Linked DNA regions of Mus musculus: regions 1, 2, 3, 5, 6 and 7 are each linked to region 4. A link is a contact called in public Hi-C and promoter capture Hi-C data. All regions are on one chromosome and are shown on one strand. Each heading gives the region's core, a stretch centred on a gene start, on an enhancer-like site or on the middle of the called end of the contact. The rest is flanking DNA. Distances are from core to core; before and after follow the strand shown.

What was found. Promoter capture Hi-C pulls out the DNA fragments that hold promoters and counts their contacts. A called contact is a pair of places that touch in the nucleus more often than the background predicts. Capture Hi-C pulls out chosen DNA fragments and counts their contacts.
Region 1: a Hi-C map of muscle stem cells shows a contact between it and region 4, with 3 times the contacts expected there. The contact joins the promoter of Cenpl here to the promoter of Mrps14 in region 4. A contact is called at or near these places in 5 of 39 promoter capture datasets (the C10 cell line, the HPC-7 cell line, erythroid cells and 2 more), 1 of 484 Hi-C or Micro-C datasets (muscle stem cells), 2 of 115 datasets of contacts at active chromatin or transcription factors (embryonic stem cells and epiblast stem cells) and 1 of 9 other capture datasets (adipose tissue).
Region 2: a contact with region 4 is called in a promoter capture Hi-C map of liver, with 4 times the contacts expected there. The contact joins the promoter of Klhl20 here to the promoter of Mrps14 in region 4. A contact is called at or near these places in 11 of 39 promoter capture datasets (the C10 cell line, HPC-7-derived erythroid cells, cranial neural crest and 6 more), 4 of 484 Hi-C or Micro-C datasets (B cells, muscle stem cells, pre-B cells and 1 more), 5 of 115 datasets of contacts at active chromatin or transcription factors (astrocytes, bone marrow-derived macrophages, embryonic stem cells and 2 more) and 1 of 9 other capture datasets (liver).
Region 3: a contact with region 4 is called in a promoter capture Hi-C map of hippocampal neurons, with 6 times the contacts expected there. The contact joins the enhancer-like site here to the promoter of Mrps14 in region 4. A contact is called at or near these places in 15 of 39 promoter capture datasets (the 3T3-L1 cell line, 3T3-L1-derived adipocytes, cranial neural crest and 8 more), 3 of 15 datasets of contacts at CTCF or cohesin (the NIH/3T3 cell line, large pre-B cells and pro-B cells), 86 of 484 Hi-C or Micro-C datasets (the AML12 cell line, B cells, the BV-2 cell line and 49 more) and 17 of 115 datasets of contacts at active chromatin or transcription factors (the NIH/3T3 cell line, astrocytes, craniofacial prominence and 9 more).
Region 5: a promoter capture Hi-C map of hippocampal neurons shows a contact between it and region 4, with 5 times the contacts expected there. The contact joins the enhancer-like site here to the promoter of Mrps14 in region 4. A contact is called at or near these places in 11 of 39 promoter capture datasets (the 3T3-L1 cell line, 3T3-L1-derived adipocytes, HPC-7-derived erythroid cells and 7 more), 2 of 484 Hi-C or Micro-C datasets (cerebellum and cortical neurons) and 7 of 115 datasets of contacts at active chromatin or transcription factors (the SCID.adh cell line, embryonic basal ganglia, embryonic forebrain and 3 more).
Region 6: a promoter capture Hi-C map of adipose tissue shows a contact between it and region 4. The contact joins the promoter of Zbtb37 here to the promoter of Mrps14 in region 4. A contact is called at or near these places in 5 of 39 promoter capture datasets (the HPC-7 cell line, liver, neural stem cells and 1 more), 7 of 484 Hi-C or Micro-C datasets (CD4 T cells, CD8 T cells, cerebral cortex and 4 more), 10 of 115 datasets of contacts at active chromatin or transcription factors (the 230-238 cell line, bone marrow-derived macrophages, embryonic forebrain and 6 more) and 3 of 9 other capture datasets (adipose tissue, liver and macrophages).
Region 7: a promoter capture Hi-C map of pre-B cells shows a contact between it and region 4. The contact joins the promoter of Cop1 here to the promoter of Mrps14 in region 4. A contact is called at or near these places in 18 of 39 promoter capture datasets (the 3T3-L1 cell line, 3T3-L1-derived adipocytes, the C10 cell line and 10 more), 11 of 484 Hi-C or Micro-C datasets (B cells, CD4 T cells, CD8 T cells and 7 more), 9 of 115 datasets of contacts at active chromatin or transcription factors (astrocytes, embryonic forebrain, embryonic stem cells and 4 more) and 1 of 9 other capture datasets (adipose tissue).

What each region holds. Positions count from the first base shown.
Region 1 is chr1:161,069,399-161,072,357 of GRCm38.p6, reverse strand. Cenpl (centromere protein L) reads right to left here and starts at 1,591. Exons shown (of 5, transcript NM_001159930.2): 1 at 1,002-1,591. It overlaps Dars2 (aspartyl-tRNA synthetase 2 (mitochondrial)), which reads left to right and starts at 1,698. Exons shown (of 17, transcript NM_172644.4): 1 at 1,698-2,365. The coding sequence starts at 2,242.
Region 2 is chr1:161,130,180-161,133,265 of GRCm38.p6, reverse strand. Klhl20 (kelch-like 20) reads left to right here and starts at 1,787. Exons shown (of 12, transcript NM_001039482.1): 1 at 1,787-1,903; 2 at 2,814-2,877. The coding sequence starts at 2,870.
Region 3 is chr1:159,380,326-159,383,746 of GRCm38.p6, reverse strand. No RefSeq gene overlaps it. Among named protein-coding and RNA genes, the nearest start is that of Mir1843b, 42 kb to the right of the region's middle. Within about 2 kb of position 1,281, at least 6 of the 459 cell types and tissues checked have an H3K27ac peak or open chromatin away from gene starts, as enhancers often do. A contact at or near this core is called in the NIH/3T3 cell line, the STO cell line and adipose-derived mesenchymal stem cells, where this site is marked.
Region 4 is chr1:160,193,423-160,196,752 of GRCm38.p6, reverse strand. Mrps14 (mitochondrial ribosomal protein S14) reads right to left here and starts at 1,538. Exons shown (of 3, transcript NM_025474.4): 1 at 1,442-1,538. The coding sequence starts at 1,486.
Region 5 is chr1:159,353,563-159,356,660 of GRCm38.p6, reverse strand. Cop1 (COP1, E3 ubiquitin ligase) reads right to left here. Exons shown (of 20, transcript NM_011931.4): 20 at 1,789-3,098. Among named protein-coding and RNA genes, the nearest start is that of Mir1843b, 15 kb to the right of the region's middle. Within about 2 kb of position 1,445, at least 8 of the 459 cell types and tissues checked have an H3K27ac peak or open chromatin away from gene starts, as enhancers often do.
Region 6 is chr1:161,033,022-161,036,340 of GRCm38.p6, reverse strand. Zbtb37 (zinc finger and BTB domain containing 37) reads left to right here and starts at 1,492. Exons shown (of 5, transcript NM_001356489.1): 1 at 1,492-1,563; 2 at 2,057-2,253. Gas5 (growth arrest specific 5) reads right to left here and starts at 1,740. Exons shown (of 11, transcript NR_166052.1): 1 at 1,622-1,740; 2 at 537-589; 3 at 327-358; 4 at 97-133. LOC115487643 (a small nucleolar RNA gene) reads right to left here and starts at 947; the gene lies at 868-947. LOC115487678 (a small nucleolar RNA gene) reads right to left here and starts at 491; the gene lies at 430-491. It also overlaps LOC115487638.
Region 7 is chr1:159,230,659-159,233,743 of GRCm38.p6, reverse strand. Cop1 (COP1, E3 ubiquitin ligase) reads right to left here and starts at 1,544. Exons shown (of 20, transcript NM_011931.4): 1 at 894-1,544. The coding sequence starts at 1,306.

The DNA of each region.
Region 1 (2,959 bases), core at 342-2,841, 880 kb before region 4:
TGCTGCTACCAGGAGAAGTTCCTTCGGCTCTTATGCCTGTGGAGGTCCCAGGCCAACTTCTGGAAGACATCTTTATCTTTACAGACACCCTTGGCCTTCTCATCAGAGCAGTATTGGGTTTGGCAGGAGAGCTCCTAGTCTTTTTTATTATTTTTGACTTTACAAATTCTTCCTGTCCATAGCAGCCATGCAGGTCCCACTTATCCGAACCCCTCTGTTAAAAATCTTCCATCAACTGAACTTTCCTTCAGAAGGCAGCGTCTTCCCTCTGCCACCACCTCCTCCCGTTCTTCTCCCCACTTGTTTGCTATTTAGATAGGAGTCTTCATCAGTTCTGTTTATACAGAATCTTTCTTTAAAGTAGGCTAACTAGTACAATAACTGCTAAGTATACATTACTTTTCAGGCATGTTTGTAAGCACTTAACAAAGATTAAGCCTTTAACGAATATTCTTTTGTTTGGGGGTGTTTTGTTTATATCGAGTGACAGTCTCTCTGTGTAGCCCAGGTTGGCCTAGAACTCACGGCAATTCTCTTGCCTCAGCCTCCCTAGTCCTGGGACATATCTGGTACTACTGTTCACTCCTCAAACGACCCTATTAGTAAGTACGCTGCTATGTTGCCAGGTGACTGGAGGGAAAGGTTCTACGAATTTCTCAATTCTTCGCCTCCTTTGACTCTTATGCCCGTGGCAAAGGGTCCTATCAGCCTCTTTCTAGTATCCACGGAACTATATCTCTCATCAAATTCTCTTGTACTCAGTTCCTAACACACAACTAAAACTCAGTAGTTTTTCTTGTGGTTAGTCCATGAAGAAAGTCCCTGAGTTAGTCACTGCAATATTGCCACAAAAGTCAACCCACTGCTCCCATACTAACGCTCACGTTGACGTTAGCTTCCGTTTGTACACATCTTAAATACACAAAAGCATTGCAAAGACAACAGTCACACAACAGAAAGAAATGCAGTACACGGCCAGTCGAGGACCCAAAAGCTCTTACCAAAACTATGTCGTAAAGACACTGTCATCCACTCCGGATTCACGAATCATCCTTCAAGTTTTGCTCCAAGACTACGTCGAGACGAAAGGTTTTGGTTTTTTAAGAAGAAGAAAGTGGCCAAAATGACTGCTTAAGAGAGAACCGAAGCAATCCCCGGTGAGTTCAGAAGAGACATCAGGAGTCCTGGAGTGAACCTAGCTTCCCTCAGGCTCGAGCAAGACCTGCGACTTCCCCCGGGAGAGACAGCTCGGCTTCCCAAGCTGCCCGGCTCTATGATCCTCGCTCTTCGGAAGCTGGCGCCGGCCCACGAAAAACAGGGAGTCCCCAAAGACCCTTCTCCGGAGCTCTCCGGGGATCAAAGGTAGACTTGAAAGTTCCGCTCGTCTAGGCGCTTTTCCACACACGCCACGCCCTCCAGTTTAAAATCATTTCCCGACTTGCCCTGCGGCCGACTCGGAAAGCCTCGCCTGTGGCCCTCCGATTTCACGTAACTGAAAGCAACTGAAGTCGTCATTTTAACTGAGGGCAAGGCTTGGAAGGCTTCAATCAATAGCCTCAAATTCCCAATCCCCTATTGCGCCGCGTTGTTCTTCCGTTTTCCAACCGGTGCGAAACTTTCCCGCATACTGCCGCCCACAATAAACATGGCGGAGGCGCCCTCGTCCTGATTGGCCGGAATCCTTGCGTAACTTTGGCGCTCGCCGGGCGTCAGAGGGACTGGCTTGTGGATGTGGTTTGTGTCTGGGTTTGAACCTCAGAGCTGTTTGGATTTGTTCGTCTTCACCTTTCAGGAAAATCCAGGATGGGCCGCCAGGTTTGGGAAAGTTGAAACACGAGGCTGCACCTCCTTATATTTCTGCTTATGCCCTGGTCACCTTCGAGATACGTGGGAATAAAGGGAGGACGCGCGCCTGGTGGCCGGCCTTCCGGCTGGGGCGCTCTGGCACTGGCGCTGCTGTTGAGGCATCTTCGGGGCTCAGCCTTGTTTAATTAAAGTGGGAACTGATGCACTGAAGGAAGCAAAGGCTTTCCCCCTACCCACTCACCTAAGGTCTCTGGAGACCTTGCAGGTCAATCTACTTTGTAGATACTAGAACGTTCAGCGGAGCAGGGTCTGGATGCATTTGCGTGGGAACTAGAATTTTAAGGGTTCCCAGGTATTCCGAAAACCGAGTTTTGAGCACCACCACACCTGCAGCGTGGGATTCGTGATTGTCTCTCCGGATCCCGGGACTTCAACATGTATCTTGGTTTTTGGTTAAGTCGTCTATGCAGGGGTTTATCCAGACCCATCGGGAAGACCATGCGGCCAATCTGGGGTTCTCTTTCCAGAAATCTGGCGTTGAGTTCACAAAGAATTCCAGGTGAAGGCAGCTACGAGCTTCCGCCTGTTTTTGACAGCTTGTTTCCCTGATTCTAACTGCATTTTAATACCAGGTCATTCATTCTCTTGATTAGTTATAATTAAGGTCCCCCCCTTGATTATAAAAAAAAAGTAGATAGCCTGTGTAGTGTATACTATTAGTAGAAAAACTAAAGTAATAATTTAAATAAAATCTTTTCTAATAGTTTATTGATTTACAAATGATTGTTATAAACTATACTTGTACTAAAGTTAAATACTAACTGCACTGTCAAGCAGGTAATTTCTAAAATTATATGTCACTTACCAAAATGGACAGCTACCATTTTATGTCCCTTCAAGTGCTAGTTTATGTACAAGGTTTAGATTTTTAAACAGAAGGCAAAATTTTCCTTTGGGGCAGTTATTTGCTTGGGCCTTGACACTTGTGCAGGTAAACACAATAGGGATATTGTATAATCTAGGCTATTTTATAAACTACATCAGACCTACAAGATGGCTCAGTGGCTTCAGGCACTTCCTGCCAAGCCTGAGTACCAGAGTTGACTCCCAAAACTCACACTGTGAATGGAAGAAGAGAACAGAATCCAACAAG
Region 2 (3,086 bases), core at 538-3,037, 940 kb before region 4:
CCCCATCCTTTTAATACATTATAATAATCACAATGGCAAAAAAGGAGATGGCTACATGCATAAGGTACCAATTACTGGGGACAAAGAACACCAAGGAATATCTTAAGTGCTGCCAACCATATTTTCCCTGATCACTGAGACCAGATATGGATTCCCTGCTACATATTTTCTTAATGCAAATCCTGTACATCACTTTCAGATATACTGATATTGTAATTAAGCAACCACACAACTTGTGTTTTAATTTTATAATGTCTATTTCCTCAGAAATGAAGATTTGACAAAACCAAGAGTCTCATGGGTCTTGTTTACAACTAAGCCTTGGATTCTATGTCCTTTAAACATGACAAATAGGACACTATTTCTCATCAAATGTCTAAAAGTTAAGCTCATTGGCCCCCAGAGTATTGTTTATTGCCCCAGACTCACACATTATAAAACCAGTTCTAAGTATATTTTCAACTAGAAATTTAGGATCCCTAAGAGGACGCCTATGGGATTGTAGGAGTTCTATAATAATTGGAAATGCCAGTTTTTTCATATGTTTATTTTTATGTATACTTTGTTAATTGGCATAAATATGAAGAGCTGATTCACACTGAACTCCTCCCCTTTAAAAAGAAACAGAGTAGTTGAAGCACAAGCCAGCTTACAGTGGGTAGTAGGTTAAGAAGGAATCAATGGGTTAAGAATAGGAAATATTACTTTCACCCTGGCTTAAAAGCCCATTTTAGTTACTAGCATTCCTTAATGTTTTTATAACTCCCTTGCTATAGAACTGTATAGCTATAAAGAATTAAAATCATGACTCATATTTTGGAAGAATCTGAGTCACTTTGAAGATGACTTTTAGACAATCTACACAAAAGAAACCTGAGAGGTGCACATATAAGATGCCATTTCAATGGATCAGAAAAATGTACATCTAAACTATTTTATACCCATCAGATTGGCAAAAAATTAAAGTTGAAAGTACCAATAATATGGACCAACGAGAATCCTTGAACCTTTCTGGAGGAAGATATAATATAATTGTGGCCAGAATCTAGAACCATTGTACACGGCATCAAGTTGTGGCTCTAACCCTTACAGGCTATGCTCCGTAGATACCCTTACCCTTTTGTAAGTTACATAACGCTTTGGTACCGACTGGAATGGCACTATCTGAAACATAATGCTACCACCATTTGGAAAAATGGTAATAAATCCTTCAATAAGAGAGATACTAGAACTGATAAACTAATACACAATGTTATATGCTAAGTATTTGATAATAAATGGGGTATCCATAGCTGTTACTAGTACATATATTATTTACTTATATATCACTGGTACATATGAAGAAAAAACTTGGCCAAATGACAAAGTGTATCATAGAACTAGAATTAGAAGTTGAATTTAAAGACCAATCATTCCCACTACAAGTTTATTAATATGAGGTATATTTCCTATCAAAAACAACTGCACAGAGTCTATAGATGTCAAATAAAGTTCAGCTAAAGAAATTTTGGTTAATAATAGCCTTGTATAGTTTTCAATACATCAGCAACAGACTTTTAGTTATATACTCAAAAATGAAACCCTCACCTCATACATATTTTATTTGGTTGCTCTCTAAGTATATTGTAAAAGTCAGATCGACTAATGGTACCAGTCCTGGGAAACGCTCAGCGAAAGGCACAGCTACTTCCGGAGCCATGACGGAACTACTTGCCCGAACACGTGCAGTTCCGTGGGAAGGATTTAGCCATCGGACCGCTTCCTGTTTCTGGATCTGGGCGGGTGCAGGGAAAGGAAATCGCTGCAGGAGCCGCATCCTGCCTGCGCTAGCGGCTCCAGAGGTGGAGGCAGAGAGGGCGGAGAAGGCAGAGAGGGTGCCGCAGAGAGAAAAGTGTCAAAGCCAGTAAGTCAGAGCTCTAGAGCACGGGATGGAGAACAGAGCCCTAGGTCTCGCTTTGCAGATCTATGAGCTCAACTTGCCGAACTGCCCGGCGGGGTCAGGGCAGTGCTTTCTAGGCTGCCTGTCAGTCGTGCCTCTAAGGGACGGTAGGGTTCCTCGGTCGGGCCTTTCAGGGCTCCAGGCTGCGCTGCTGCTGGCTGCCCGAGGTGTCTTGAAGCCAGGGCAAGGCTGTGCAATGCTTGCTGGGGACGCAGGACTCCGCATCCTGGACAGCTTCACTTGGAATTCTAAGGGAGCGAGCACTCTGCCTCCCATTTTCTCTCTGGAAGCCAGCAAGATCCTGGCGGTGAACAATATTTCGGCGACTAAGACGAGAGCTTGGGAGAGTTGTAGTCTAGAACTACTTTCCCTGCCCTTGTTCAAGCTGCCCGGGCTGGGCTGGTCGGAAGTGGAGTTGTTTTTAAAGGCAACCGCCTCCGGCCTGCTTGTCACTTCAGAATAAGTTAACAACCTTCGGATTCAGTGCTAAAACAATGCTTTTCCTATCCGAGTCACTAAATTAGTACTGCTGCTGGTATCAAGTGATTACTCTGCAAATATACTTGATGGTGAAGTTAAAAAATCAAAAAACTCCCCAGGTGCTTCTTGAGCAGAAAACACCAACTAGCGATCATGACTATTTTGATCCTGACTGCTTTCCCAGTCACCCTCACATTCACATATAATCTGTCACCTTAGCATCTTTAGTTAGTGATAGTCCTCTTAAAGGCATTACATTATGATTGCGCATCTACGCAAAGATTACATTAGGATGTAAGATTCCTGATTACAGACGAAATGAGTGAAGTGATTATACAAGTTGCTGGAGAACTCGAACAGTTTTTAGTAAGCTACTACTTCTCTCTTGTTGAAGGTACGGCTTTAGAACACGGTGAAGGATACTTTTCATGGTGCAGGGAAGGAAAGCCAATGCGCAGGTAAGCCTTTTTAAGAATATGAAACATTGATTTCAGTGATTGAAATTAAGCTTCTACTAACAGTGCATCGTTTACGATTATTTATTCACAAACCTTAACAAATCCTGCTTGGAATTAATCGTTCTTGTTTCAAGTAAATCGAAACTAGTAATGTCAGAAAATAGCAACTTCGTTTATTTGGTTGTGTTGTTTTGTGTTGTCTAGGGATT
Region 3 (3,421 bases), core at 32-2,531, 810 kb after region 4:
TGAAGGGAGAACACAGGGAGATGGTGGGGGAGGGCAGAAGGGGAAGAGAGAATCGATGGAACAAGTTTTGTTTAGAAAAATGCCACAGCAAAACCTACGTTGGGAACTCACCATCTTGGAATTCAAGAAGAATATGCAACACAGAAGGGGAGATGAGAACAGAAGTGATTTGAAAGAATTCGGGAGAACAGTGGGAACTAATGGCTTATGTGCACTGGACACAGCCAGGGGAGGCAGAGGAGAGGAAAGTGGATTAAACAAAATTAAGAGTATATAAAGAAACACTATGAAATCCCACTAGTTTTTAAGCTAATTAAAAGTATAATTTTCAGTGGGGAGTTTGAGGAGAAGTACTCCACGTTAGCGAGCAACACTGCTCCCAGAAGGCATAGGTTATTAAATAGAAATCTCAGTGCCAGGCACAAGTTATCTCCGTATGCATTAATAATCAGACAGGACCTAGAGGCACCTAAGAAACAACATGGACTATTGCCATTGGTCTTTATTGCTCACCAGAACTAGAAGATAAGATCTTTCTATGGAAGACATCATACTCTGGTTGCAAGATACAGAGAAATCAAGCTTGAATTGGCCAGAATATTGTCCCTGGTGGTTAGCTTTTGCAATGCCAGAAGGCACTGTCCAGGATGCTGGGGAAGAAAAGGAATCAATGGTCTTACCCAGCACTGGACCCTGCAAGCTACAAGGCTGACCTGCTGGGCAAGAAGTACTCGCTGTTGCAATAGTGACACATGATTATGGGGTAAACAACCACTCTCTTGATTGGATTTGAAGCCTGTTCCACAGGAGGGAATTGATTCCTGGAACTGCAAACATGCTCAAAACTCCAGGTTAGGGAAGTTATAGGCCCTAGGGGAGAACATATTGATGTTACTTTTTATAAGTCATGTCTAAATATTTAAATATCTAAATATCAATATATTTAGATTACATATTTAAATATCCAACAGTCATCTAAATATTTGTGTTAATATCCATCGATTTGTGCTACTCTGAACCTTGATTAGAGAAGCTTCCTCCTACAGTCCATAATGGTTAGTCCAGAGTGTTTATGATGCTGAGAATTAGTGACTGTGAGTGCTCAGCTATGGATGGGCTATGATAGCAGTGCCCTTCCCAAGGCTCAGAGAACATCAAGGAAGAGGGGCAGAAAGAATGTAAGAGCCAGAAAAAGGAGTGCTGTGAAATTCAGTCCTCTGCACAGGGCCTGGCTTTTGTACATGTGAACCACAGCAGATGTGGTTATCTACACAAGATTTGCACAAGATCAAGCCAATTAAAATTCCATTGTGGAGGCTGCTGGAAAGATGACTCAGCTGTCAGAGGACTAGGGTTCAATTCCCAGAATCCACGTGATAACACATAACCATCTGTAACTCCAGTCTCATGGGAATCTGATGCCTCCTTCTGCCTTCTCCTGGCATCAGGCTTGCAATTAGAACTCATGCCAAGAACTCACACACACACACACACACACACACACACACACACACACACACACACACAAACACACACATCAATACCAGCATGAAGAAGGGAAGAGATCCTGGGGCTCCACTTCTTCCTTCCTTCCTTCCTTCCTTCCTTCCTTCCTTCCTTCCTTCCTTCCTTCCTTTCTTTCTTTCTTTCTTTCTTTCTTTCTTTCTTTCTTTCTTTCTTTCTTTCTTTCTTTCTTTTTTCTTCTCTTCTTTTTTATTGGTTAAGTTATTTATTTGCTTTACATTGCTAACTCAGCTTCCCCTTCCAAACCCCTCCACCCACCTCCCCTCCCCTTCTCCTCAGAAAAGGGGAGGCCTCCCATGGACATCAACCTGCCTTGACATATCAAGTTGCAGTAGGACTAGGCATATTTTCAGCTGTTGAGACGAGACAGGGCAGCCCAGTTAGGGGAAAGGGATTCAAAGGCAGGCAATGTAGTCGGAGAGAACTCCTGGTCCCTCTATAGGAGTCCCACATGAAGACCAAGCCACACAGCTGCTACAAATGTACAGATGGCTTAGTGCCATCCCTTGCATGCTCTCTGGTTGGCAGTTCAGTCCCTGTGGGCCCAGGTTGGTTGATGGAGTAGGTTTTCTTGTGGTGTCCTTGACCTCTGACTCCTTCACTCCTTCTTCCACAGGATTCCCCAAGCTCCATTTAATGTTTTGCTGTGAATCTTTGTATCAGTTTCCATCCATTTCTGGTGAAGCCTCTCTGATGACAATTATTCCAGGCACCTGTCTGCGGGTATAGCAAAATATCATTAATTTTTTATGATGTCAGGGGTGGGCCCCCCTCATGGTATAGGTCTCAAGCTGGGCCAGCCATTTGTTGGCCCTTCCTCAAATTCTGCATCATCATTTACCCCCGACATATTATGGACAAATTATGGGTATAAGATTTTGTGGCTGGGTTAGTGTCTCAATCCCTACATTGGAAGTCTTGCCTGGTTACTGGAGATGGCTGATTCAGGCTTTATATTCCCCATTAGTAGGAGTCTTAGCTAGGGTCACCCTTATAGAATTCTGGAAGTTTCCATTTTCCTAGATTTCTAGCTTGTCCCAGACATGAGCCCCCACCACTACCAATTCCAGTTCTCTCTCCTTCTCCACACTTGATCCCTCCTGTTCACCTCCCCACCCCATCTACCACCCAGTTCCCTCCCTCTATCCATCCATTCCCATGTCTACTTTATTTCCCCTTCTCTGTGAGATTCAAGCATCCTCCTTTGGGCCCTCCTTATTACTTAGCTTTTCTATTAATACTTTCATCTTAGAAAACTTACCCTTTAAAATATATGCTGCTCACATTACCTAATTTATTTCTGAATAAGTATACCATTTAACACATAGATTTCTGCATTTCATTGGCTCTTACATTTCATTTCTAGACCTCCCCTAAGGAATGAACTTGGGGCTTTGTACCTATTAGGAAAGCAGTATAGGACTTAGGGAGGCGATCCTGAGGTTCCTCTCCTAGTTGAGTCAACTGATGACTGCTGTCACCTTTCTTTAGGAGAGAAGAGTGTTCAGTTCCCCACCCCTCAGTAAATGTCCCCACACCCATTTCTATATGGGAACCACTAATCCTATTGGACTGAATATAAACAGTAAATAAGGGACTGGAGAGATAGCTCTGGTTAAGAGCACTGGCTGCTCTTGACTTAAGGGTTCAATTCTTAGCACCCACATGGCAGCTCTAGTTCCAAGAGATCCGATGTCCTCTTCTGACTTTCATGGCCACCAGGCATGCATGTGGGGCATAAACATGAGTGCAATCACTCATACACATAAAATGAAGGAAATATTTTAAAAAACAAGGAGGACATGACGTTCAGAGAGAGACTGGTGGAGGATGCTCCTAGAAGGAGCTGGAGAAGGAAACATGGGGCAGATACGATCATGGTATACACGCCTGCAAC
Region 4 (3,330 bases), core at 289-2,788:
TGCACAGGCTTGGTGGCAAGCATTTTACCCACTGAGCCATCTCATGGGGGGAAGACTTAATAGTTTTAGGAAGTAACTTATGGCATTTATTTGTGTGTGCATGTGCATACCTCATGCATACTACAACTCAGGTGGAAATCTGGGGACAATTTGCAGGTGTATTCATTCTTCTTTCTTAAGTCACTGTTACCTTCTCCCACACCCTCAGGTTCTGATGACTTCAGTACCCTTAGTTATAAAATTAGAAGCAATCTGGAGAGAATTTCCAAACTCCCACTACCATACCTGTGCCCCCTCGGCAGTATTTGTACTACACTCTACACCCCTCTCATTGGTTATATGACACCTCTGTCCATTACAGTGGCCATGAACCATGGATACAGCTAATACGCACTGGAACTGTAAGCAGTACAAGTGGGGACATAATTCTTGGTATTAACTCGCTTAAAAGTTTGGTTTTGGTCCAACTGCAAAAGTTAGCATCCCAACTGCGATATATATATATTTTAAGTGTCAGATACACAGACTTTGAAACCTGCTTCCAACAGAAGAATGCAAATGTCACATAAGTCATTCTAATTTTGACTTGTTAGGATAAGGATAGACCTGACTAAAAATATCTATCAAAATTAACCGCACCTCCTTTTTAAACTTCAATATAAATATTAGAAAATATTTAAATTATCCTTGTGGTTTGCATTACAATTCTACTGGACGAAACTGCTATTCATGACTTAACCACATTCCTAAAATCAAAATTCATACACAGACTATATCACCTCTTGCCTGCAAAAAAAAGGCAGATCTCCAGCGATTCTTCCCTATTCTTTATATCAGTGTTCCCCCACTCTAATATACAGATATGACGCAATGTCACAGTAAAGAAAAAACAACCCAGGTCCACCCAGGTCTCCCTCTAGTTGACACCCCTCCCCAACAAAACTATCCAAGACTTCTCCAACGTCCTTTGCTGCTCGTTCCAGTTTCTATCCGCATCATAACACTCCCACTCCTTAACTCTACAGCCAATTCTCGGCCCTTCCTTTAACTAATTCTGCTTTAGCGGAATGGCCTGCTCCCCATTCGAAATTGTCACCACCTGCTTCCAAGCCACCACTGGCTGACAGCTAGTTCCCTACAGTCTCTTTGCATAATCGGAGCCTCTGAGGTCTCAATCATCCGACTCTCCCCTCTCTTCTCCACTCACACTCGGCTCCTTATAACCCGGAGTCATTCTCGCAGCTTTCACATGACGGATCACACCTGAATACCAAGCCCTCGACTGCTGCTCTGGGCTCTCCTAACCTAGCCAGGACGGGAAAGCAGATAGGAGCCTTGGGATCGGTCCTCCGTGCGCATTACAGGTGACAGGGTTACGAGGGACCCACAGGACACGGAAATCAGGGAAGGGGTAGGCTGGCGAGAAAGGCAGGGGCCTGACCTGCCGGAAGGTCCGCAGCAGCGAGCCTAGCACGGACGCCGCCATGTTGTCTGCCCAGCCAGCCAACCACCGCCGCAGTACAACACCGGAAACAGGTTCTGTGGAGGCGGGGCTTATGCCCCAAAGGGCGGGTCCAGGGCAGGATTTAGCCTATAGAGAGGGAGAGGGTAGGTGCGGGATTTGAAATAACTCTCGCGTTATTTCATAGATAAGCAAATCATCCATGCGGACCGCCCACTTAGGCAGTAGGAGAATAGTGAGCCTGCGCGATCTCTCCTGGCCCTTGCTGTTCCTCTGTCCCAGCCCCGCCCAGCCTGCGCCTGTGTTCTGCGCGTTGGCGCCACCCGGCGGAAGCTTGGCAGCATTTGTCACTCATCCTGCAGAACTGGCACTGGTCACATTTCTGCTGTAAAGAAGATGGTAGTGGCCCTGATAGAGTTTCTGCTTGCACGCCAAGGGTTTAAATATGTATTATATTATATATATTATATTTATTTTATTATATTATATCATATCTGTATTAAGGTTGTATAGGTTTTACGTTTTTGTCTCTGTGGGTTGGACGGCGGTAGTGGTGTGTGTGCATGTGCCTGCTGTTTTCCCTTTAGTACAGGGCACTTTCCTGCCATCTTCCTAGCCTGTCTCCTAGATGTGTTGATGGGTGCAGTGAGGAACAGCCCATTGGGCTCTTTACACAGGAAGCTCCCAGGAAGAAGGAGAGTTTTTTTCTTTAAGCGTTACAAGTTAGTGAACATTTCTAATGGGCTAGGGAAACTCTGACTGAAACCATTTGGCAGGATAAGACAACCAGGAGTCCCTGCCATCATACTAAGATCTAAAAAGTCCTAGACCAGCAAGCAGCATCAAACCCTGGTTAAAACTCATTCCCACTCACCCCCACGCCACACACAACATAATTGGGCATCATCTACAGTCATCTCAAGATATGGGTACACGGCAAACTCTTTTATTATGTTTCTGTTGTTTTAAGATGCCTGTTTGTTTTCATCGGGAGTTAGATAGGAAGGGAAGTGGGAAGATCTTGGAGGAGATGAGGGAGGGGAAATATGCTGTATAAAAATATTTCTTTTCAATTAAAAACAGGAAAAGTTTCACTAATGTGTTACAATTTCAGAAAGCCAAACTTCTGGAAGGGGCTTGAAAGTCAGAAAGATATGTTTATAGGCTATAGAGTAAGAAATGAGTTTTAGGGCCGGGCGTGGTGGCACTCGCCTTTAATTCCAGCACTCGGGAGGCAGAGGCAGGTGGATTTCTGAGTTCGAGGACAGCCTGGTCTACAAAGTGAGTTTCAGGACAGCCAGGGCTATACAGAGAAACCCTGTCTCAAAAAAACAACAAAACAAAACAAAAAAGAAATGAGTTTTAGGGCTGGAGGGATGGCTCAGCAGTTAAGAGCACCGGCTGCTCTTCCAGAGGTCCTGAGTTCAAATCCCAACAATCACTCAGTGGCTCACAACCATCCGTAAGGAGATCTTACGCCCTCTTCTGGAGTGTCTGAAGACAGCAACAGTGTACTTACATATAATAAATAAATAAACAAATCTTTTAAAAAGCGAGTTTTATACAATTAAACTATTGCACAGACCCATGAGTTGAATTCCTAAAAGGTCCAGAAAAAAATCAGAAAGATTAAAATTCAATGTGACCGTTTACATTCTCCCTCTATTCTTGAGTGTACTGAGAGACTTTATTTGGAGTCTTCTCACCCTGAGCTTCCATGCACAAGCAGATAGTATATGTTGCTAAACAAGCCAAGAAGCCTTCAACGTAAAACTGGCCCCAAGTTTCTCTGCAACTGCATTGAAGGTTACTTAGAGATCAAAGCATTTCTTGAGACAGGTGCCTGTCAGTATTATCCTCCAGCAACC
Region 5 (3,098 bases), core at 196-2,695, 840 kb after region 4:
AAGTGCTTTAATATTGCAAAGTAATATTACATCTCCCTCTCTACATTATCTATTGTCTTAATTCTTACATAACCACCTTCATTCCTTGTAATTGATCTTTTGACAAAAAGTATTTTTTTTAAAAAGATTGTATTTATTGTTATATGTAAGTACACTGTAGCTGTCTTCAGACACACCAGAAGAGGGCATCAGATCTCATTATGGATGGTTGTGAGCCACCATGTGGTTGCTGGAATTTGATCTCAGGACCTTTGGATGAGCAGTCAGTGCTCTTACCCGCTGAGCCATCTCACCAGACAAAAAGTATTGTTTTACAGAGCTTATGACTTGTCTTTCTTGGAAGTGGTTATTGGTCCTATGTCTTCACTCTGTCTAGTGTCATCGGTTTGTAGGGTCCTGAACAATATGGTGATTTTAAGAATTTTTAATTAGCTAATTTTATTTTTGGAAGCTTTGCTGGCTCAGTTTGATTGACACTGTTGAGTATATCCCTGTTTTTCTGAAAGGTACACAGTAACTACTTCAGGGGCCTTCTTTTGGGGAACTCTAGATACGGTTCCTATGGAGAATAGACTACGTTTGCCTTTAACTTGCCCAGCACAGCCAAAAGAGGGTTAGGGGAAAGCAGAGTGCATGTCCCTCAGTTCATATAGCACTTACCTCTCTGGGACCACAGAGGAGAAGAAACACATAAATGGTTGACTGGAAACACAATGTCTACTGATGGTTGGCTAGATGGAAAGGGGCATTTCCTGAGGAACTGCAGGATAAGCAATGCCAATGTGTACCAGGAAAGGTAAGGTAAGGCAAGGCTGAGCAGAAGTCATTGATACTTTACCACTTCCCAAACTGACTCAATCAAGTTGTCAACTTTGAGTCCCTTGCTTAGGGTCCTCTAGATGAATGCCCTCTCTTGGCGGGCTTTCCTGACAACTAGATTCTGAAATTGGTTCCTCCAGTCTCTTTCTACAGACTTTTCTCCAGTGTTCTATTTGCAATGACACACAGTTGTCTTCCTTCACAGTCTGGCCAGGGTAGGGTTTCTTCTCTTAGTAAAGAGCTTTGACTCTCCAATACAGCTGCCTATTTTAATGTGTTGCCAGTCCATTCTCCAGATTAGTCGCTCTCTAGATTATTTCCAAACTTAGTAGCTTCTGCAAGTCTGTCCTTGCAGTCTTACACCACCATTCCCTCAGTCTGGGTTTGGACAGTTGGCAAGAAAGCCAGATAAGGTTGGCAAGTCTGCAGCATGATCACTGGACACATGCCAGCTAATGCTGAGAAAGCTCAACTAGCTGCTGGTGGAAAGTTCTCAAGGGCTGCTGTTAGCACCTACTCTAAATGGATCTCTGATGTGCTCAGTTGTTCTGTATTGAAGGAGACAGTGTGGTGTGGTGTCCTGGTTCCTAACAAGCTTGGGTAGTAAGCTAGTGAAATTTTCAGGCTGTAGAACTCTCTCAATGGCCAGCTCATATCCTTGTGTGTAGGTTGTAACTTGGAAGCAAACTGTTTTTAGCACTGGTGCTCAAAAAAGAGGACTGACAGCACTTTTAGTCAGATTGTCCCATCTTGATTCTAGTATCTGGGGAGAGCAAAATAACCTTCCTATGTCTTTATGGAATTCATTTTGAAAATCAGAGTCAGATGCCAACTAAAGGTAGGCATTCAGCTTCCTAGAAAATCTAGGACAGGGATATCATGTTGAGGATTGTTTCAGAAAGAAGACACCCTGTTCCTTAAGAAAACATGGATGAATTGCAAGCCAGATGTACTTATATAGCTATTATAGACTTTCAATACATTTATTAAAAAGATGAAAAACAAAACAGAAGAAGGGTAAAGTGGAAGTGGAGGAAGAAGTCAATTTCCGAAAGGGAAAGTAGGCTCTCCACTCTTTATATTACCTATTACAGTAGGGAAATAGCCATTCCTCCTGATTTCTTCTCTGTGAATGAATGAATCTGGAGGAGAGTCTGAGCTCTCAAAGGGATCTGGAGGGATGATCCATGTAGGTCCAGACTTCAGACAGACAGTTGACTGTGAAATCATTTTGGACACTTGGTTGACCAGTTATCTCCAAGGATACAGATGTCCATAGCCACTGGAGTTCCTTTTAGTGTTGTAACAACACGATAGGTTCTGAAGACTTTCTTTTGCTGTTTTACCCATCTGAAGTTATCATCAGTTAAGTAACTTGTCAACAATCATAAGACATTTTCTAGTCTTTTGGCAGGATCAACATGTGTAACTGCCTTCTTGGTACCTGTTTGATTAGTGGGTAGAAAATAGCAGTTAACCCCCCTCCTTTTGTCTTGTTTTGTTTTTTTTTTTTTGAGATAGGGTTTCTCTGTATAGCCCTGGTTGTCCTGGAACTCAACTCTGTAGACCAGGCTGGCCTCAAACTCAGAAATCCACCTGCCTCTGTCTCCCAAGCGCTGGGATTAAAGGTGTGCGCCACCACTGCCCGGCAACTTTTTTTTTAATCAACTGAAATCCCAAATCCTTTATACAACCCACTTAATAACTCAGTAGACATGCCTTTTAAACAATCTTTTAACTATGTATCATTATTTTGGCAGTTTTCATTTATAAACACCATAATGTTTTACTTTATAGGACTTTATTATATGCAAATTGTCTGCCTAAAGCTTCATGAAGGGATCACGATTTACTTGCTATTATCTACAATTTCCCACTCCAATGCCTAGGATGAAGCCAAGGCAAATGTATTAGTTATGTTTGCATTGCTATAACAAAATGCTTAAGAAAAACTACAAGGAGAAAAAGTTGTTTTGGTTCACAGTTTCAGTATAGTTCTTGGCTCCAGGCCTCTGATAAGGCAAACTATCTCTGCAGTAAGAGTATGTGGAGGAGGCAGTTCACTTCTTAGCAGACAGGAAACTGAGTAATGGGATAACTAGCCATAACCTTCAAAGGCAAACCCTAGTAACCCACTTTCTTCAGCTAGGCTCCACTTTCCAAAATATCTAGTTTCCCCACATGGTGCCACCATCTGAGGACAAAATGTTCAACACACATACCTATGGGAGCACTTTCTCCTAAAATCATGACTCTAAGCTTAGTGGGAAGGAAGAAGA
Region 6 (3,319 bases), core at 243-2,742, 840 kb before region 4:
CAATACATTCAATGTGTGGGTTGAGGGATCTTTAGTGCTCATTTGCCATTGGGTATTCCTTGTAATGGGACCACATGCACACACAAAATTGCTTACATTGCGCTCGCTCTGTTATCCAGCTTCCTGACGAGTCCTGGGGGGGGGGAATCTTTATGTAAAAACTGCTTACTCTGTAAGTAGCCCCCAAATCATTATTTTGTGTGCCTCAGTTATAATCATGGTGGTTTAAAGCTATCGTCACCCCAGCTGTCAAGAGTAGCAAATATGATGTCATCATTGTGGCACTGTCCTTTCAACCTAACTTCTCATTACTATTCAGTACTCACCTCGTAAGCCTTCATCCTCCTTTGCCACAGAACTGGAAATAAGAGATGTGAACAGTCAGTCCCCTTCTTCACGGAACTAAACCCTTTCCAGTAGCTGAATTAAAGCCTCAGAAAAGTGTTTTTCAGAAATCCCTTCTGTCCACTACTCTCATACCATCATGGGCTTTGTGGTCATTATGTTCTAGTCATGCCCCTCCCCCACTGAGTTACCTGGCTGTGAGATCCCACAAGATGTCCCATCACAGAGGTCCACACTGCCATTCCTAAGAAAAATGTTAATCTTTAGTAGTTCTACTTCCACAAAATGGACCTGTCTTACAAAGAACTCCGTCCACATAGGCACTGTTGAGTTGCACATATCCAGCAGTTACATATAAGTCTCTAATCCAGGTACTTCCCAAGAGCAATCGTCCTCTTTGTTAGTGACTAAGGCCTGCTGGCAATCTCTAGCAAAAGCCTTCATCCCATGGTGATCGCGAAAGAAACACCGCGTGGCTTCGCATTCCACCCCCGTTGAACCGTGCACGAGGTGACTCAGCATGCTCTGCCATCAGAATCGTTGGTATTCATCAACAAGCTCAGTTGTCCCTACCAACATAGCCTTCATCATAGCATGAACACGCATGCTGAGTCGTCTTTGTCTGGTGTCCAGACCAAAACCCAATGCTATTTTATGTCACAAATACACGCAGAACCAACCTCCTAAAGTTTCCAGCTTGTGCCCTGAACTAAGCTCACCGGCTGCGCCGGGAATCCCACCAGCTTCCAGTGCTTCAGCCTCCAAGGCCCGAAGCCATAACATACTCAGGAAATTGCATACCTGCTCAGAATGCCGCACAGCTCCGAAAGGCTGAGATGGCGGCTGAGTCGAGTATATAAGGTCTTCGTGACGTCAAGACGCAAAGCTGCTTGCTGCGTCCACTTAAACCCCGCCCCTCACACGCCCTCAGACTCCTCCTCAAGCCCCACCTTCTTCAGGCCCACAAAACTTTCCCTCTGGCCACGCCCCCGAGAGCCCGGAGGGCGGAGTTGCCGCGGGCACGATAGGCCCGCCCTCCGCCTCCCTGAGGAGTACAGGCTGAGGGGAGGGGGCTCCTGCAAGGAAAGCGCTGGGGGTGGGGCGGGGTGAGGGTGACTGATTTCCTTCCGGCACGTCGCTCGCTCCGGAGGAGGGGGCGGGGGGTTTCACTTCCGGGACGGTGTTCCGGCCCATTCCGGCCCATTTCCACCCCCGGAGGTAGGTGCTGCTCCTTGACTGGGCTCGTTCCCCGCACCCCCGCCCCGTTAGCTCATACCCGACGCTCCCGGGCCGCGTCTGGGTTGCAGCCAGCTCCTGCGGCGCTCAGTCGCTGCCCCACCTCCCCTCCCAGCACTCGGCGACCTTCCGCCCCTTTGGCTCCGGGCTGTCGAGCTCGCGGGCCCGCCCCCTTGGCGAGCCCCTCCCTCAGGACCCCGCGCGCGCGCCGGGGCCACACCCAGACACACCCCCGCCCCGGCAACCTCCGCCGCCCTAGACCGATCCCGGGGCGCCGCCCCCTTCCCGGTCCCGCGCCTCACCTGTGCGCCCGCAACTCCCTTGCCGCGGGGCTCTGCTCCTGTCGAGCTTCCCGGCATCTGTGCCACCTCCTCGCTTAGCCAGGTCCCCCTTTTCCCATGCTTCTTGACACTGATAGAGGCCTCCCCAGTACCCGACTGGCCAACCCCAGCGTTCCCGATTCTCCCTTTTACAGCTCTCGCCCCTTCAGTGCCGACGCTAGAGAAAGACTTTACTCCAGGGGCTTCCTCCTCACTGGGGAATCGCTGGAAAGAGCAAACAAAAAAGGCGCTGGTGTAGGCTCCAAAATAAACATCTGAATTCGTGATGGCATCGACAGAGGCACTTAATGGATTAAAAGTTTCAAAACAAACAATAACGCTTTGGAAAAAGGTCAGATTGGTTAAAGTTGCGTCTTGAAAGCCGTGTTTGCACTTACCTGTTTACTCAATAAGTGTATTGTAAATGCGAGGTGATAAAGTGAGCTTGTCCGGACTACTTCCTGGTGTGCTGTGTAGTCTCATAAATTTAGAGAAACATTGGATGCACGGTGAGCCTAAATCCTTGTGGTATACTGGAACTACCCTCAACTAATTAAGACTATTTGATGCAATTGCAGTCTTTGTGGTGTGAAATTTCAGGCTTTATTTTTGTCAGCAGCTGTGGGAAACCAACTTTCCCAGTCAAAGTAGCATCACCACTTTGGAATACCCAAGTTTCAAGTTTGTTGGGGAGAAAAAGTATTACTTAGTTTTTGCTAACTCTGGCAACTAGGCCACAAATTCTCTGCATGTGAATTGAATGCTGACAGGGCTGTGGAATGTTTCTCAGAGTCACCTCAGAGTCCCATATTCAAAAAGTGGGAGCTCAAACTGGTAAGCTTAAAAATATGGGCCTAATCGGGCATGGTAGTCAAACACCTCTAACACGAGCATTCTTTAATCTCAGCAGAAGCAGTCAGCTCTTTTTGAGTTAGAAACCAGATGGTCTACATAGTGAGTTCCAGGAATAGCCTGGGCTTCATAGACCCTGTCAAAAACAAATATCTGGTGGGTGGCTTAATTCTAGCATTCCTGGAGGTAGATCGCTAAGTTCCAGGCTAGTCTGGTCTACTGAGCAAGTTATAGGGCATCCAGAGCTATATAGAGGGACACTGTCTCATGGGGAAAAGTAGTGATAATAGCGACCATTCATGTAGGATATTAGACTTTATACCCAATCTGTATGTGTTTGATGCCCCTTCTTAGTGAACTCCTGTCTTTATTTTATATAGTCTACTAATAAAGTATGGGCATAGCTTGAATTTTTCGCAGTGTAGCAGTCACTTTTTTGTGTGTTAATTACATTTTACAGTGAAATCTAAAATACCTTGTACCAGGCTCGGCAGCTTACAGTAATCCTAGCACTTAGGAGGTAGGATCAGGAGTTTGAGGCCAGCCTTATTACTAACAAAACACCT
Region 7 (3,085 bases), core at 295-2,794, 960 kb after region 4:
CAGGAAATCTTCATTAAGCTCTCATAATCTTACCAGTAATATCAAAACCCAATTAAAATTCAAAGCATTCTTCAAGACAATCAGATTCATCTTTTGCTTAAAGTCCCTCTTAGATGCCAAATGCCTGAATTCTACTGTGTCGCTCAAGATGCCAGCTGTGATGCAATGACTGTAAAAGCGTTTCTCAAGTCAGAGATTCCAGTGTATACACAGCGCTGCGATCGTTCCATACAACACAGAAACACTAAAAATGTGTTTCCCTTTTTCCAACAGTTGAAACCTGGAATTGGGTGTGAACAAACTTTGACTACAAAATTATTAACAGTATTACAAGTGTCCTATCTATTCAAATTCATATTCCAACGCAGGATGGGCAAAAATAACTTCGTAAAGCATCACCAACCAGGTTTCGAGCACCATCTACTTTTTTACAATATAGTGTTGACCAGCAATCCCACACCTCAGAATCACCAGGCACTAACTAGTCTTCTACCTCCGAAAATCATGAACTACTCCTGACTGATACTTCGTCCACTAGATGGCCAAAAAAAGAAAGAAAACAAAAACAAAAACCAGAAGGGATTTAACCTCCTACCCCGAATACTTCCTTTCTAATAACCACTTACTGGACCTCCATCTTTATCCTTAAGCACTCCCTTAAATGCCTTCAGTTCCTGGACACCAGCACCCACTTCTGTGCAATCCCATTTCACCACTTTGCCTAAGGATCCCAGTCCAGCTCCACCTCCCAACCGGGAACCTTAACTCTGCAAACACTCAACTCTCTAGGTTCGAATCCCAGCACCTCCAACAGGCCTCCCTCCACGGGACCCCGCCAGGCTCAGCAGCAGAAACTCGTGGTCATGCACGCAGGGGCTGCTATGCAAACCCACCAGACGAAGTCGTTGCTTTTGTCCTCGTAGGAGTTGAGGAGCCCGTTACAAAGCGGGACGAGCAGAGGTCGCTTCCTACTGCTACTGCCGAGGCTGGAGCTGCTCCCTCCAACGCCGGCGCTGGGCCTGGCCGCGCAGCTGAGCCGGGACTGGCCCGCGGACACCGCCCCGCCGGCGCTCGCGCTGCCAGACACCGCGGCCGCCACCAGCACAGGCCGCCCCGGGCCGCCGAGGCCGCCGGAGCCCGCGGCCGGAGCCACGCCGCCGGACACCAGCGTCGCCGCCGAGGCCGCCACGGACGGCGGCGACGGAGACGAGGATAAGGACGAGGAGGCGGAAGTCACCGAGGAGGCGGCCGAGGAGCCGGGGCTCGTCCCAGCGGAACCCGAGCCGGCCTGGCGGCTACCTGACATCGTGACTCCCTCCCTTGGCCCTGCGCTCCGAGGCGAGGGCCCGGACAGACCGCGACCCTCCGCCGCCCCCGGCGCTCAGCTCCCGAGCATCCTGAGGACGCGCCGGGAGACGGGCCGGGGGAACAATAAAGTTAGGCTTCCCACCGCCGCCCCGCCGCCGCGTCCTACGCGAGGGGGCGGGGGAAACTATCACATCCGAGGAGCCATGACTGCCGAGGAGGCCGCCGGGGCAGCCAACCCGGGCGCGCCGAGGCGGTCGGGCTTGCGCATGAGCGGCGGAAGGGGCGGGGCAGCGGAGCAGCTGCGCGCGCAGGCGCCGGCGCCGGCGCCGGGCTGTACGGAGATGCCGAGCGTGTAGTTCTCCGAGTGGAAAGCTGATTTCCTTTCTGACGTAGTAGAGAGATGGCCGTTTTCATGGAGCCAAAGGGTGGAAGGGGAAAGGACGGGGAATCTGGTCTAGTGGACCGGGAACGCTCGAAAAGCAACTGCTTAAGCGTGCCCCGGGTGGACGCTGGCGGATTGCCCAGCTAAAACTGCGGCGGTACGGAGCAGTGGTGTTGCGCATGCGTGTGAGCGAGCGCGCATGCGGCTATGGATTATTATCTGGAAAATACTAAGCTCACTTGTGTTCTCTTGCGGCTTCGCGCTTTTTCCCGATTGTGTGGCAGGAATATAATTTGTTTTCGTTTAGATTTTTTTTTTCTGTTTAGATTTTGAAGTCCTGTTAGGAGGAGTAAGGGGCCAGGGCAGTGAAAAAGGGTTACAAGCCTTAGGTTTCAATCTGAAAGAGCCACAACGTGAGGACTTCCCCACGTTCTGACTCAGGAGAGGCGACACCCCAAAATCACCAACGAGAAACGGTCTTGCTGCAAATTGCAAGAGGATTTTTATTCAAGAGCGCTCTCGGCCCACGGTCATACACCACGCAGGGGTAGAGGACCGTGGCGCCCCGAGTAGCTGGGTTAGGGGGTATTTAAAGGAAGAAACCACAACTTAAGGAGGTGGGAAGGGCGTTGTTGGAAAATACCAAAAATACCAGTTAAGAGTCACAAGGAAGTACAAAGTCACAAGTGTCAGGTTATCTCTCAAGACAGTTTCTAAGAGCCCCTAACAATCTAAGAGCCCCTAGCAATAGCACCTTTGCATAGTGGGTTCCAGCAATGGTCAGGGTGACTTTCTTTGAATTAACACTCTTTGAACCCAGGAAGCTGATGGGTGGAGGAATGTTGATATCTGTTTTATGATTAGCATACCTTGGAGCATTGAGTCACAAAGGCAAAATTCCCAAGCCTGGGCCCAAAGGCCTAGAATTTTGTCTTTATTACTCTTTCAAATCAAACATTTTATAGTACCAGAAATTATTTGCTTCTTGTCCCTGATGTCACTTATCTAAATTATCTCCAACCTTTTGTAAAACCTCATTGATAACTCCGTCTTTGTTGGCATTGAAGCAGCAATACTCGCCTAGTTCCCCTGGGAAATGAAAACTAAGTCTAAACCTGGCCGGTTTAGGAGGACAACTTTTGTCAGAGCCTCTGTCTGGACATGAAGCAGATAGAATTCAACGTGTCTGATGTCTACCAGTCTGATGATGCATCTGTTGTAGGCTCCTTTATCCTCTGATTAGGGATACAGTACTTAGGGCTACTGTCCTTATTCCTTCTGTCACTGGACCACAGAGAGCGGCAACCCAAGGGGGAATAAGAGATGGGCACCTTATGGTCCTGGATAAGCATACACTTGGAGTATATACATAAAACTGGATTATTATACACATTC